2 separate regions of the Mus musculus genome follow, and region 1 is linked to region 2. Evidence: chromatin contacts called from public Hi-C data. All regions are on one chromosome and are shown on one strand. The core of a region is the stretch at or near the end of the contact, and the rest is flanking DNA. Distances in the headings are between cores, read along the strand shown.

Region 1 (7,138 bases), core at 2,315-4,814, 500 kb before region 2:
TCAAAGTGAAGGTGGGTTTATAAAATCAGCCATTTAGTTAAGTAAGCAACAATACAGAAATAATAACCTTCTCAACAGAAAACAACCTGGAGAGGGCTTCTATGTTCAACTAGCAGATAGAAACTTTTAAAAATTCTGTGTGTTTGCTTTACCCTGGTTTGTTTGTTGTATCTTATTACTACTATTTTTAGATGTTTATTTTCTAATGAGAGAGAGCAAAAGACGAGTTTGGGTTTGGATGGGTGAGGAGAGGAGTATTAGAAGAACTTGGGGGAGGAAAAATATCAGAATATATTATACAGAAAATATATTTTCAATAGATATCTTTAGATGAGTTATTTTCCATAGATAATGAACTAGACTGAGCTTTTATAAAGCTCACAGACTATGCTATACCTGAAGTCAAAAGAATATACTAATGTAGAAAAGGGCATTGAGAGAAACTCAGAAGTTTAGCCTAAAGCTAGGATGCATTGCCCTTCATTTAAATCGAGGGGAGGGGATGCGTGAGAAGTCTTAGCCAACACTTCAAATCAGAACGGACACGCAAATGCTTCAGGATTTTCTTTGACACCATTTTCTTACTAGAGACCCATTCCTGCATCAGTTTTTCTTACCCATCAAACTAACATTCTAGCACCATATTTCATAACAGGAAGACAGTATTAGTCCTGTATCTATGTTCTAGGAATAAAAAATGACCTTATATAAGTATGATATTATGAAAGAACTAATAAAAATAAGGCAGGCCAAATACAAAAGTAAATAAGACAGCCAACTTATCTGGAATGTCCAATTTGAAAAACTAAGATTTTAAAATACTTGAACAAAAAAAGGCACTACGAGGACAGAAATACTCTTCTGTTTAATATAACTTAGTTGTTTTCAATAGTTGTGTGTCTCTCATTTGTGGACATAAAAGAACGTTTGAATGACTGATAACTAAATATTTTACAGAGCCTAGAATAGAAGGTTTAATTACAGGGTCTGTGAGCAGGGAGCGTCAACATTCCTAAGAGCTGGACTTGTGAAAGACCATCTGTTGACAAACTGCTGGGAAAGCCACAGGGAAGGAAAAAAGTATAGCTTTAAGCACAGAATCCAAAACAAGGAAAAAGAAAAACAAGAAAAAAATTACTTAAGCAAACTGGCATTCCAGGCAGTTCCAGACAGAACTTAACTTTCAATGGTTATTATCTGAACATGTTATACTTAAAGATTGCCTGAAAATTATGCCCATGAAGTAATGGCATCTAGAGTGATCTGCGTCAGCTATCTCTGGTCAAATTACCTTTGGAAATGCAAATGAATGTATGAAAATTATAAGGTACTTAAAATTAATGTGAATTTACAGAATACTTGGATAGGAAGAAAATCTAGTTTTTAAAGTCTTTGTAATAGAAAAGAGTAAGATAAGTAGACTTGAAGCAAGGGAACTATGGGGAGATGAAAATCAACCAGCTGAAGAGAACTGACCCAAATGCTGTATAAACCCTAATGTCAGCCTGCCATTCCTGTAAATAGAGAGAGCACATTCCACGTTATTGGTTCATCACTTAACGCTAAAGCTTTGTACCATTGTCCTCATCTAGAAAATTGGAATAATAATACAATATACACTGTTTTTGAAGTTGTACTCACCCCACACATATATGCCAGGGAACACACTAAGTCCATGCTTCCTTAGCTCTGTGAATAGTGGACATAAGGCTTGTAGGGCTGTGTCTGCTATCAAGAGTTGACAGGACACAGAGCCCTGTGCATCCGAAGCATGTGAGCTACCAATGAGCTACATCCAAGCCTTGGTCATTCAGGTAGCTTTGCTCTCTCCCTTAGTTGAGTAGATAACTTCATACTTGGTTCTTACATAAATGGCATCTCATTGACACAAGACAAGAAGCACCAGAGGGCGAGTTCTGTATTTCCCTCATCTTTGCTTTTATTTCCTTCCCCATTTTAGCCCTGTGACTTCTCTCAAGCATGAAATCAACCTGTGGAGTCTGGCATTAGAATACACTCTATACAAACATTACATATTATTTATGCATATAAAATAATTTATTAAAATATATCATAAATCTTAAAATTTTAAGTGTTTCAGTGTTTTATGTATATAACGGCATACTTAGGTTGTTTCAAATTATCCTGTTTCAAAAACACTTGTTTCAGAAATATATTAGGGAAGCCAGCCTCGGGTGGTACACACCTTTAATCCCAACACTCGATAGGGAAGGCAGAGGGATCTCTGACTTTAAGGCTAGCCTAGTCTGCAGGATGAGTTCTAGGATGGCCAGGGCTACAGAGGTACTTTATTCCTATTAATCATATCAAAAGGCCAAAAAACTACAAAGAAATACAATATGGAAAATTCCAAACATATACAAGTTTTAAAATGTGTTATTCTGAGTAACACAATAAACGTTTCTGTGGAGCCCTCTGACCTACCCAGTGTGTGCACGCTGTCAGTCACCTATGTGACAGCAAACTCTCTTTCAAGCTTTACTATGTACAAGGCTAATTCTACATTATATTATCAAGGTCATATCTCGAAATGGCAGTACCAAACCACGACAAATCTTCACAGGAAGAAAAGGGAGGAAGCAGTTCAACTTTCCAAAGAGCAAGCTGGTATTCACAGGTTTTACTTGGTAAAGTGGTATAACTGTTCCAGTTTCTTAGTGCTGTTGTTAATCTCTTAATGTACAATTTGATATCAACCTTCATCACAGGTAAGTATCTACAGAAAAACAGAATCTACAGTTGGGAACTCCATCGAGCTTTAGGAATCCACTGGCAGAACATGTCTCTACAGAGAAGCACCTACTACTATATAGTGATCTAAAAACCCATTATATGTGAATATATAAATCAATTTTAGTCTAATATTTAAGTTGATGTACATAAATAAAAGAATTCTAGCTGTGCAGTATTTGAAAAAGTTATCCATTTTCCTAAATTCAGATCCATTCCAAACTCCATTGATCCAGTGTATCTTTTTTGGCAATGACCCAAATTCAAATGACAAGGGACGCAGCAGGGTAACAATGCCTTGCATGAACACTTACACGTTATTAAAAGTAAAGTGTTATTTGATATCCAAATCTTCTTAAGCAGTTTGAATAACATCCCAAATCAATTCACTAGTTAATATATCGTAAACAAAATTTTTTCGTGCAAATATATATTTTTATGTAGCATGTAGGGTGTAGTCAAAATATATCGATGCCACTTGTTAATCATTAAGCACAGCGCATGGCAAACTTAAAAGTTTCTATAGTACTTACTATAGGGAAAATTCAAAACATCTTTCCTAGAAATTAAGTTACAAAGCAAGTTACATAAAGAGCATTGTGAAAGATGGAAATGGTGAAATTATAATTCTAAGGTGGTATAAATGCCTTTTTAAACTATAAACCTGGAGTAGAGTGGTGGGCTTTATAATCACACAATTCTGAGACTAATTTCTCCTCATTGGAATGCAACAAGAGCAGATGGCACAGCCCACACTGAAGGCAGCATCAGAGCTGAACCACTTCACAAGCACGTGCACTGCTGTGCGCACCGTGATTCTCCGAGGACCTCACAGAGCAGAGCACAGAGCAGAGGGCTGGCAGATACAATGCAGGAAGTGTAGGTATAAAACAGGGAAGCAGAAACTTTATATTGACTTTGTCATCGTGAAATGATAAAGTTGAGTAAAGACCACAATAAAATGTTTTTTGCACCAGTAAGAGGACTAGCAAAACCAAAGTTTTATGCAATAGGTGTTAAACATATGACATGCTCAAGCCAGTACACATAGCCTGATAATCTCTGTGTTTGGGCTTAGTGGTTCCTGTGAGGAGAGGAGAGAGGAGGAAGTGACATGGACAGTTTGGATGTGATCACAACGGGCTAATTTCATAGTTGTTAGGAGTGAGTCAGGGAAAGAGATGAATCTGCAATCTTAACACTTGGTAGATTTACAGGCAACTATAAATTGGTCCAGCACACTTGGCTTGGTTTAGCAAGTGCTTCAAGGGGAAATATGCAAGTATCTGTCAAGCAGTGAAGGAAACAGTGTAGCCATGGCTGCCTTTTTATTTCCTATGGAGCTCCTGTGAAGGGCTTTAGGACTAACTGCCCCACCATTCGACAAATGGGAAAAATAGGAAATATATGGACATTGGACAAGGAAACAATCACAAAACTAGTTTAACTTCATAAAATGACATTTTCAGAGAAACTTTATTCAAAAGAGTCACTGCCCCAGCTCTGTTTGGGGAATAAAGTATTTCTAGGATAATATAGAAACATCTTCTTTCCTGAATATCTCAGGGAAATTTCTCTCACACAAAAAAGACAATTGTTACACTTAACTTTTCGATTTCACTTGCTTTTCTTTTTAGCAGTAATGAGGACTGAGCCTAGGATCTCATGTGTACTAGCAAGTGCATTCCAACACACATATTTTCATCATTCCTCCCCTCACCATCTTTACTTTGGAACAGGGTTGCCTACACCAACCTTGCACTCTTTCTGCAGCTCAGGAAGGCCTAGCACATTGATTCTCCTCCTTCCACTTTGTAAATTACCAGGATTGCAGACTCAGCTGACATTTAAACTGTTGTAAGATGTACAGAATGGCTGGAGAGGTGACAAAGGCAGGTAAGAACAGTTCCTGGCTCCAACACTGCAGCTCAAAACTGTCCAAAATTCCAGTTCTGAGGAATCTACTGCCCTCTTTTGGCTTCCAATGGCACTGTATAAATATGGCACAAATGCACATATGAATGCACACATGCACATCATAGTCATGTCACAGAGGCCTTGGTATTGAACCAGACTTGAAGTGTCCCAATAAACAGAAGGGACTCTACCTATTTTCAGCTTAATTATCTTAATATGCTAGCATAAATTATTATTTATATCACTTAAAGTGGAAATTTAAGGAGGATTATCACATTAAGAAACTTAGGAGAATTATATCAAGTTTTCAGATCATTAAGGAGGTTTTTGATTTATTCAGACCACATGTAGCTAGTATAGAAGCTACTCTGACCTCAGGAGAGTTTGAGGTACATGTTTCTGCTGAAGGAGTGGATGTATGGGCAACAGCTGGGAAAACACAATCCTTTCATCTTGGAATGAAAGCAATCTCTTTCTCTAATCTGCAATGCTGACATGCAAGCAAGTGTAAGCAGCGGTGTAGAGCATAGAGCTCATAGCTCTGACCCCCACACTACCCAACACAGGCAGCACTGGAGAGTCCGATGAGCGCTTGAGCCACAGAACGTGTCCTTTTCTATCAGTTTTCTTCTCTTCTTCCCTCCAAGGATGAACACTATGGTACATATACACTAAATATGGGTAGAAGTTTAAGTGATCTCTGGATTTTCTCTTGTAGAAAACATAAAATGAGGAAACATTGGGTATGATAACAGAAAAACACCCATCTTCTCTCTAAGCAGGTTATAGTTTCACAAGCGTTTCAAGGTTGTTGATAGATAGGAATGATAAAAACAGAAGACATTCATCTCAGTGATCGCTCTTCGATCAACAGGACAGAAAACACTGATTGCCAAGATCTAATCTTATTTACCAAATCAAGATCTAATTTAGTTTTCAAGTTGTCTATCAGAAACATCTTTTCTAAAAAAGCTACAAGGGTCAAAGGTGAGGAATCTGCCCTATAAAACCAGCACATTGCCCACATCTCCCATCTCTGCCTTGCTCTGGTAAACATACAAATATCAGGAACCTGAAAATGTCGGCTTTTGCATGCTGTAAGCTTAGATTTTTTAAAAACCCTATTATAGTAAGGGTTCTTAAATGCTTCAACATCCCTTCTAGCCTACCAACCAGAAGTAGCAGAAGATGGTTAATAGGACAAGGGGGGGGGGTGTAGATTTGTTGGAAGTAGTTTTTTGGAGTGATTCTTATCTTCATTGTCAGGATTATCAGCAGTCCATCACACATGAATCAGTAGTAGCAGGCCACTCCAATCAGTAGCAGAGGTTCAATCCATAAGACATCACAAGGCTCTGCCGAATCCATGGAAGTAGCAAGAAGCATCCCAAATACCACGAGAAGTTCTTTGTCTCTTTTTTATAAAGTTAGGAGAATCAGTGAAGACCAGCAAAGTGTTGCAAGATGAACAAATGCAAGACTGTCATTCACTGTCCATTATACTCTGTCCAAACACCATATGTCTTCTTGAATGCCTCAGCAAAAACAGCCTCTCATGTGTCTGCTTCAGCAAAAGATCCTCTCACATGTCTGCTTCAGCAAAACATCTTCTCATAAGACCACTTCCAGAAAAACATCACATGATACAACTGAGTCTCCAAAGAAACCAGAAATCTCTACTGCAAAATGCTTAGGACCAATCATAAGTCGTAGTCGTAAGCCAGAAAGGACTATATATATATACACACACACACACACATCTATATATATATATACATATATATACATATATGTACACACACACACACACACACACATATATGTGTGTGTGTGTCACCTGTCTTGAGTCCAATGTGCCATGCAGATGTGATTAGTTACTATGTGTTCTATGCTATGTCAGTTCACACAGTAGTCTTAGAACCCTTCCGGGCACCTGTTCATTATGACTGCAAAGTCTGTCTGGGTAATCAGGATGCACTGCAATAGTTAGAGTTCTATCTTGAATGTTAGCATCTCTACATTAATCTTCTTAGTCTTTTCTGAATCCCTCTCACAGGGGATGCCCACATCAACTTTCCATCAATTGCTTTACTAAGGTCTAACTCCACTCAACCAGACCACCCTTCCTCATTTGACAAAGATGCTGCTGGTACTCACACATCTGATCTGACTCTGACTTCAGTGGACTGTGAGAACCAGTTCTCCCACAAATGTAATCTCCTGTGAATTTCCCCCTGGGCCTGGCATACTGATGACCTGTCTACAGTGTCCTGTCACTTAGTTCCCAGCAAGAAAGGTTTGTCCTGAAGAGGCTACTGCTTTAGTGTAGGACACCCTTGCTGTATCATGTCAAAGAATTCCCATGCTTTACTTATATGGTCACCAAATAATGCTATGAGATTAATGTTATCTGTACTTTACAATAAGGAACCTGAGGCTTAGAAAGGGTAGGATCCTGCCCCAATGTATA
Region 2 (6,561 bases), core at 1,138-3,637:
AATAGCCAACTTGCTCCTGGGATCTCCCTTCTCGGCCTTCAGAGACTCGGGGTTACAAGCAGGTCACTGCACTCAGTTGGTAGGTATGCGGGCTCCGGAATCCAAACTCTCTTTAGCGCTGACACTTACTCAGTAACTCTGGCTGGCTGGGGAGAACAGTCTGTACATGGGACCCACTGGGAAGTCTTCACAGCATAGGGTGGTCAGATTGCTACATAGTAACAATAGAAGCACAGAACGAAACTCTCTCTTGAGTATAGCCGTCATCCATATGTCTTCTTCAAAGTCCCGAGAGCCAGGCATGGCCATGTAAGCCTGAAACCCTAGAGCTTGGCAGGTTAAGCCAGGAGAATGGCCATGAATTTGAGGCCATATATATATACATACATATATGTGTATGTGTGTGTGTGTGTGTGTGTGTGTGTGTGTGTGTGTGTGTGTGTAGTGAGTTTGAGGCCAGCCTGGACTGCCTAACAAGACTCTCAAAACAAAACAAAACAAAACAAAACAAAACAAAACAAAACAAATAATCTGTGGATGGTAGTCCATCTCTGTAACCCTAGCATGTGGGAGGCAGAGAAAGGAGGACCAGGAGGAGTTCAAGGTCACCTTCAACTACTTAGCAAATTGGAGGGGAGCCTGGCCTATATAAGAACCTGTCTCAAACACAAAACAACAAGGAAAGGAAAGGAGAGGAGAGGAGAGGAGAGGAGAGGAGAGGAGAGGAGAGGAGAGGAGAGGAGAGGAGAGGAGAGGAGAGGAGAGGAGAGAAGAGAAGAGAAGAGAAGAGAAGAGAAGAGAAGAGAAGAGAAGAGAAGAGAAGAGAAGAGAAGAGAAGAGAAGAGAAGAGAAGAGAAGAGAAAAAGATGTAGAGAAAGGAAGGAAAGAGAAAGAGAGAGAGAGAGAGAGAGAGAAAGGAAGGAAGGAAGGAAGGAAGGAAGGAAGGAAGGAAGGAAGGAGAGAGGAATCCAAATCAACAAGAAGAAAACAAAGCACTCGCCCTCCCCCTAACAAACAAGACTTGGATAACTGTATAACATCTCCTCCATTGAAATGGACAAGCTTCTCCTTGGTACCCTGGGTGGCTTGGAGGATGACATGCGATAGTCATTATTTGAAGTTTTATTTCAGCCCCTTCTTCGGCAAGCAACAAAATGACTATTTGCAGATCATCGTTCACTGAAAGGTCTCTGGTGAGATGTGTTCCCTTGAATCAGGTTTCTATTGCACAAGAGCCCTTCCGGGAGAGTGTAAAAGGCAATGATGGTGTGAGATAGGAGAAACCTTGACCTTTACCGCAAGGTTTAGCCCACTGACTGACAATAAGAATTGAAAATCTCAAAGAGCCTGAGCTGAGTGAATCGTGGCAAGCAACTGTAGGGAGAGGAGATGAGATGAGACTCTTGTTTTGCATCAACACATGTCCAAGGTTAAATTTGAAGTAGCACATGCCCAAGGTTAATGAGCCTATATGTTAAAACAAACAAACAAACAAACAAAAAGTCAAAATCTTGAGAAGAGAAAATAATTGCTGAGTCTGGTGAGACCTGTTTGGGTATTGTAGGTCGAGTGGCATCAGTCGTGGCTACGTGTACTTGACTGTGGATCCTTGTTCCTCTGGCTGTTGTTAACTGGTTGTCTAGTGGGCTGCAATGTACTGCTACTGGGAATATCTGACAGTGTCACAGTCTGGCTTCTTGTCTCCATTTCTTCCACAGGAGAATGGAAATGTTCTGAGTTCTTTAAGTGGCAGAATCCTGTAGGGTTCTGCACATACTTCTACCATTCCATTCACGAAAATCTAATCTTGTTTTTTTTTTAAATGGTTGGCCTAGAAGAATTCATTTTATGCAATTGCAGAGGACAAAAATATGATTCAGAAATAGTAATAATAGTAATAATAATAATAATCAGATGATGAGGGGCTGGGGAGATGGCTCAGTCATCTTGTTTTGAGAAGCATAAAAGCCCAAGTTCAGTACCTAGAATCTTCTAGATTGTCCTCTGGCCACCACACACATGCACGATATGCACTTGCACGTATATACAGGCATACACATGTATATACACACACAGAGACACACACACATACAGAGAAAGAGGGGACTACAATGAATGTGTGAAGTTGGGAAAATTCATAGCCAAGCTCTACTGAGTCTCGTTTGGGTTCTGGTGTTGAACATAATATCCAGGAGGGGGATGCTGTACTATTCCCCCTTACCATATGCCCCTCAGGTCAAATATTCACATTAAGGTTCCCTTGTCCTTGGAAACTATGCACTTGTCAGAGACACAATCACATAGCAAATTCACCGGGAAATTGTGAGCCATGACTCATGGTTTTGTTTGTTCTGCAATTGTGAAATTTTCAAAAATATTTTATTAAGATTGAAACCGAAACTTCACGGGGAGCCCTGAAAGCTTCATAGCAGACTGTTCTCCTGAGCTACCCTGCAACTCTAGTCATGAGATGATGCCTTGGCCATGGAGTTACCCTGCTGTGACTCTGATGTGCCAAGGGAACAGAAAATTGCTAGCCAGAATCCTGCTGAGCCTTGTAGGCACCCGACTATAGGCATCCATTAGTCTAACTGTAGCTTGTCCATAAAGGAAGACTCTTCTCCCAGATCCTTTTTAAATACTGCCCCACATCCAGAATCTAGCTCTCATAGCCGGGTCTGCATCCATGCCATGCCAAGCATCCAAGCCTTTCCCAGCCAGGCACCATGCTCTTGTTGCAAATTGTATTTTCATAGGAACTTTGATTCTGAAAATGTAGTTGGCCCAAATGCTGCCCCGCTCTACCTTCCAGGAAGGAGAGGATGACTTCGTGTGACCTTTGCTCACTAGTGTCTCAGCCCTGCGACCTGAGAACCATTTGATGGAGCTATAAGCATCCAGAGATGTGCCTATGGATCCCCAAATGGACCTAGGAGATCTCTGTCCTCTAGCTAGGTTAAATCCAGGAGCCATCTGCCACAGCCTGAGGCCATTTGGAGAGGCTCTGGAACCCAACTCTATTACCTATCCACTGCTCCTTTAACTTTTCTGTGTCTTAAGATCTTTCTTTAATGTCCTTCATTCTCTTTGTTTCTTACACTCTTTCTGCCTCCTCTTCCTAAGGGTTTTCTGAGCCTTTAGATTTGACGAAGACATCCATTTAGGGCTGAGTGTTCAAAGGTCTCTGCATAATGTCTGGTTGTGGGTCTCTGTATTTTTTCCCATCTGCTGCAGGAGGATGCAGGCTGCATGGTGAAGACGGTTGAACAATGCACTGATCTATGGGTCAATGGAATGCCATTAAAATTATTTTATTGTTATGATTTTTGTCTAGAACAGTAGTAATTAATTTTACTCTAGGTCCATAGGCTGTCTAGTCTCTGGTACTTGGTCACCCAAGCAGTGTCACATATGGGTTCCATCTCATGGGGTGGGCCTTAAGTCAAATAAGTTATTGGTTGGCAACTCCTATAAGCTTTGTGCCACCATTGTCCTGGCTTTCTTGCAGGCAGAACAGCATTGTAGATCAAAGCATTTGTGGTTGAGTTGGTGTTTACGTTTCTATTTGGTAGCTTGCAGAATAGCGTTCTGTACCAAAGACACTAGACTGTAGGTGTGATGTTAGCCTGATTTCTTATATCACTCATGCACCAAGAATGTCACCACCCACAGTGGGCTGGGCTCCCGCACATCAATCATTAATTGGGAGAATAATCTATGGACGTGCATGTGTGGAGATCTAGGTAGAAGAATGTTCTGAATTGAAGTTCTTTCCAGATAACTCTAGTTTGTATCAAGTTGACAAAAACCTACCCAGGACACCTTGATACCACAAAAGTCAGAAGGAACTGTAGCACAATTTCATTGGCAAGACCATGATGTCAGGTGACACCTCCTGAGTGCCTATCATACTAGGGGCCACAACACTTAGTACTTTTACCCAGCTTAGGCCAATGAAATTCCAATGAATTTCTAAAAGTAGCATGATGGTCCATGTTGATTTTCAAACTGACAGCATTAAAAATCACCAAGGAAATGCAGGCATATCTGTGAGAGGCTTTCCAGATTGGGAAATTGGGATGGGAAGATCCACTGGGCATATGAGTGGCACCATTTGTTGGAAGGTCTGGGGCCCCAAGCTGAATAAAAAGGAGACGTGAGCTGAGTATCAGCGTTCAGTTCTTTCTGCTGATGTTTCACACACTCAAATGTAACATTAGAATGTAACATAACGACACTATGTTACAGGTGCCTCAAGCTCTGGTTGCCATGACTCCCCCACCCCACCCCTGCCATGATGGACTGTGTTCCCTTGAACTGGGAAGCCAAATCAAATCTTCCCTTAAGTTGCTTTGGTAAGGTTTGGTTTTTTTTGTTTTTTTGTTTTTGTTTTTGTTTTTGTTTTTGCCACAGCAATAAGAAGAGTGCCTAATACCACTCATCCTTGTATTCTAGAGAAGATGGATCGAGGTGAGCTGTCTCTGCTTATTTCAGTTGAAGCTGGGATTTAAGCCAGTTTGCCCTCAAAGCCGGGATGCTTCTCTTTCTGCCCCCTGGATCTCATAATGAACACTATGACTATTTGTTCCTCAATACTTCGTGGCTGTGTTCTCCAAAAACTACTAAGCTTTAGAAAATATTTTGAAAATCCCCACCAAGGTAGACTGAAGCAACTATACCACACTTTGCTTGAGAATTTCCCCCATGACGGGGATGAGCCCCTTCTCACCAACATCCAGCTCATGAGCTCTTGGCTTGCTTTGAGACCACAGAGCAGGGCAGGTGCCTCTGGTTCCCATGGAAGCTGTGACTTCAGAGGCCTCTCTTCTCAGCCCTTCTCCATCCTCTCCTCTCTGCCCAGGAGAAAGGCTGGCCCTGGGGGATGCTGAGAAACTAGATGCAGGCTTGCCTTTTAAATCAGGAGTCCTTACATCTTCAAAAGGACATTACAAGATAAATAGCGTGTCCATGGCTTCTTATTGAGATGTTGTAAAGGACTCACCCTCTCGTCTTCTTTTTCTTCGAGGATGCAGGGGTGGAGGTGGGTGGGGGTGGGTGGGGGCGGAGGTGAGGGTGGGGGGACTTTCTCTGGGTTTCTCCCTCTAATGCTACACTCTCCTTCAATAGGAAACAGGAAGGGAGAAATCACAGAAGTCGGAAATTCTAATGCACTTTTTCTCTTGTGTCAAAGGCTGAGCAAGCCCCAGTCACTCTCAGAAGATGGTGAGAGATTACAGACCCAGGTGCCAATCTGTATTTGAAGAGAAAGATTTTAAACATCACTGTCAACATGAAAAAGAAAAAAGAAAAAAGAAAAAAGAAAAAAAAAAAAAAAAAGGAAAGGGTGAGGGTGTTGGGCCAGGAAAGCAGAACTCTACTTTTCGTTCTTTTGCAGATGATCTCAGTCCTTGATGTCTAGGAAGGGAGAGGACTGGGGAGGGGCAGGGAAGGGGAAACCTCCTCTGGGTTAAGGAGTCTTTTAAAACTGTTGATCTTGCCAGGTTCCAACTTCCGACAGCAGCTAAAATAGTGTTGTCATTTGCAAGCGGGAAGGGACAATTCCTCAGGTTAAATGCACAGGAAGATCGCAAGGGGCTTTCCTGTACCTGTGCAGGGGCTTGGAGCTGCAACCCAACGAATCACGATGAGTGGAGGGTGCATTTGGGGGTCCTGAAAGGATGAAAAGACACATTTCCTCCCCTCAGAGTCTGCACACTCCCAGTGACTAGCTCAAAGAAAGCTGCCTCTGTGCAACATCCCCCTCTGCTGGATTCTTGTGTGGAACACAGCACCCTATAGCCCCGCTGCTGCCCGGAGAAGCTCAGCTGAGCCTGTCTGTTCATTTACACTCACCTGGGGTTGGCCAAGCTGATATCCCTTGCCAGACCCACTATAGCTTTGCCTGCGATGAACTGTTCTTCATCACTCTACCTAGGAAAGATAAGACACATTTCCCAGTGCTATGTGGGTGCTGGGTAGCATCGAGAGTTAGAACTTCAAAGGACGAGGAGTCTCTCAGAGAGGGAGAGCTGCTCCCTGAAGGCACACAGCTGTGAAGAAAAGAAGCTGGGCAGGGACCTCCTTCTTCTGCCTCTCTCTTTAGAACTCTCTCTTGCGACAGAGGAATTCATAAATGTTCATGGTAGATGAGTTTAGAGCTTTTGGTCGTGGAAATCACAGGACCATGTAGGGACAGGTGGTCCTTCTATCAGGCTCTCGTCCTCTGGCTGTGCATATCAGGGAGGAGGTGATATGGCTTTGATTTCATTGTGGAAACGGAATCAGAGTTGGTCTGGTCTGGAGTCCTCAATAATTCACAGACCATAGGTCAAGTGACATGAGAATACCTCTATATCCTGATCAGTCCTATGGCCTGAAACCTCTATAAAAGTGGCTGTGTCCACAGTGGTCTGTCCAGTAGAGTTTTCTGCAATGAGAAAGTGCCCCTTACCTGTGCTGACCAGCCCACAGCCTCATTAGCCACATGTTATTAACTGGCTCTTGAGGCAGGGATGGTATGTCAGGGGAAGTAGATTGAGTTTTATTTAACTTTAATATAAG

Evidence for each region. Hi-C and Micro-C count contacts between places; a contact is called where the count stands out from the background.
Region 1: a contact with region 2 is called in a Hi-C map of bone marrow-derived macrophages, with 11 read pairs. The contact joins two enhancer-like sites. A contact is called at or near these places in 1 of 15 datasets of contacts at CTCF or cohesin (pro-B cells) and 4 of 484 Hi-C or Micro-C datasets (bone marrow-derived macrophages, cerebellar granule neurons, embryonic fibroblasts and 1 more).

What each region holds. Positions count from the first base shown.
Region 1 is chr17:44,960,002-44,967,139 of GRCm38.p6, reverse strand. All of the region lies in intron 3 of Supt3 (SPT3, SAGA and STAGA complex component), which reads right to left. Among named protein-coding and RNA genes, the nearest start is that of Gm52304, 76 kb to the right of the region's middle. Within about 2 kb of position 3,564, at least 7 of the 459 cell types and tissues checked have an H3K27ac peak or open chromatin away from gene starts, as enhancers often do. A contact at or near this core is called in bone marrow-derived macrophages, where this site is marked.
Region 2 is chr17:44,455,062-44,461,622 of GRCm38.p6, reverse strand. No RefSeq gene overlaps it. Among named protein-coding and RNA genes, the nearest start is that of Runx2os3, 100 kb to the left of the region's middle. Within about 2 kb of position 2,387, at least 43 of the 459 cell types and tissues checked have an H3K27ac peak or open chromatin away from gene starts, as enhancers often do. A contact at or near this core is called in bone marrow-derived macrophages, where this site is marked.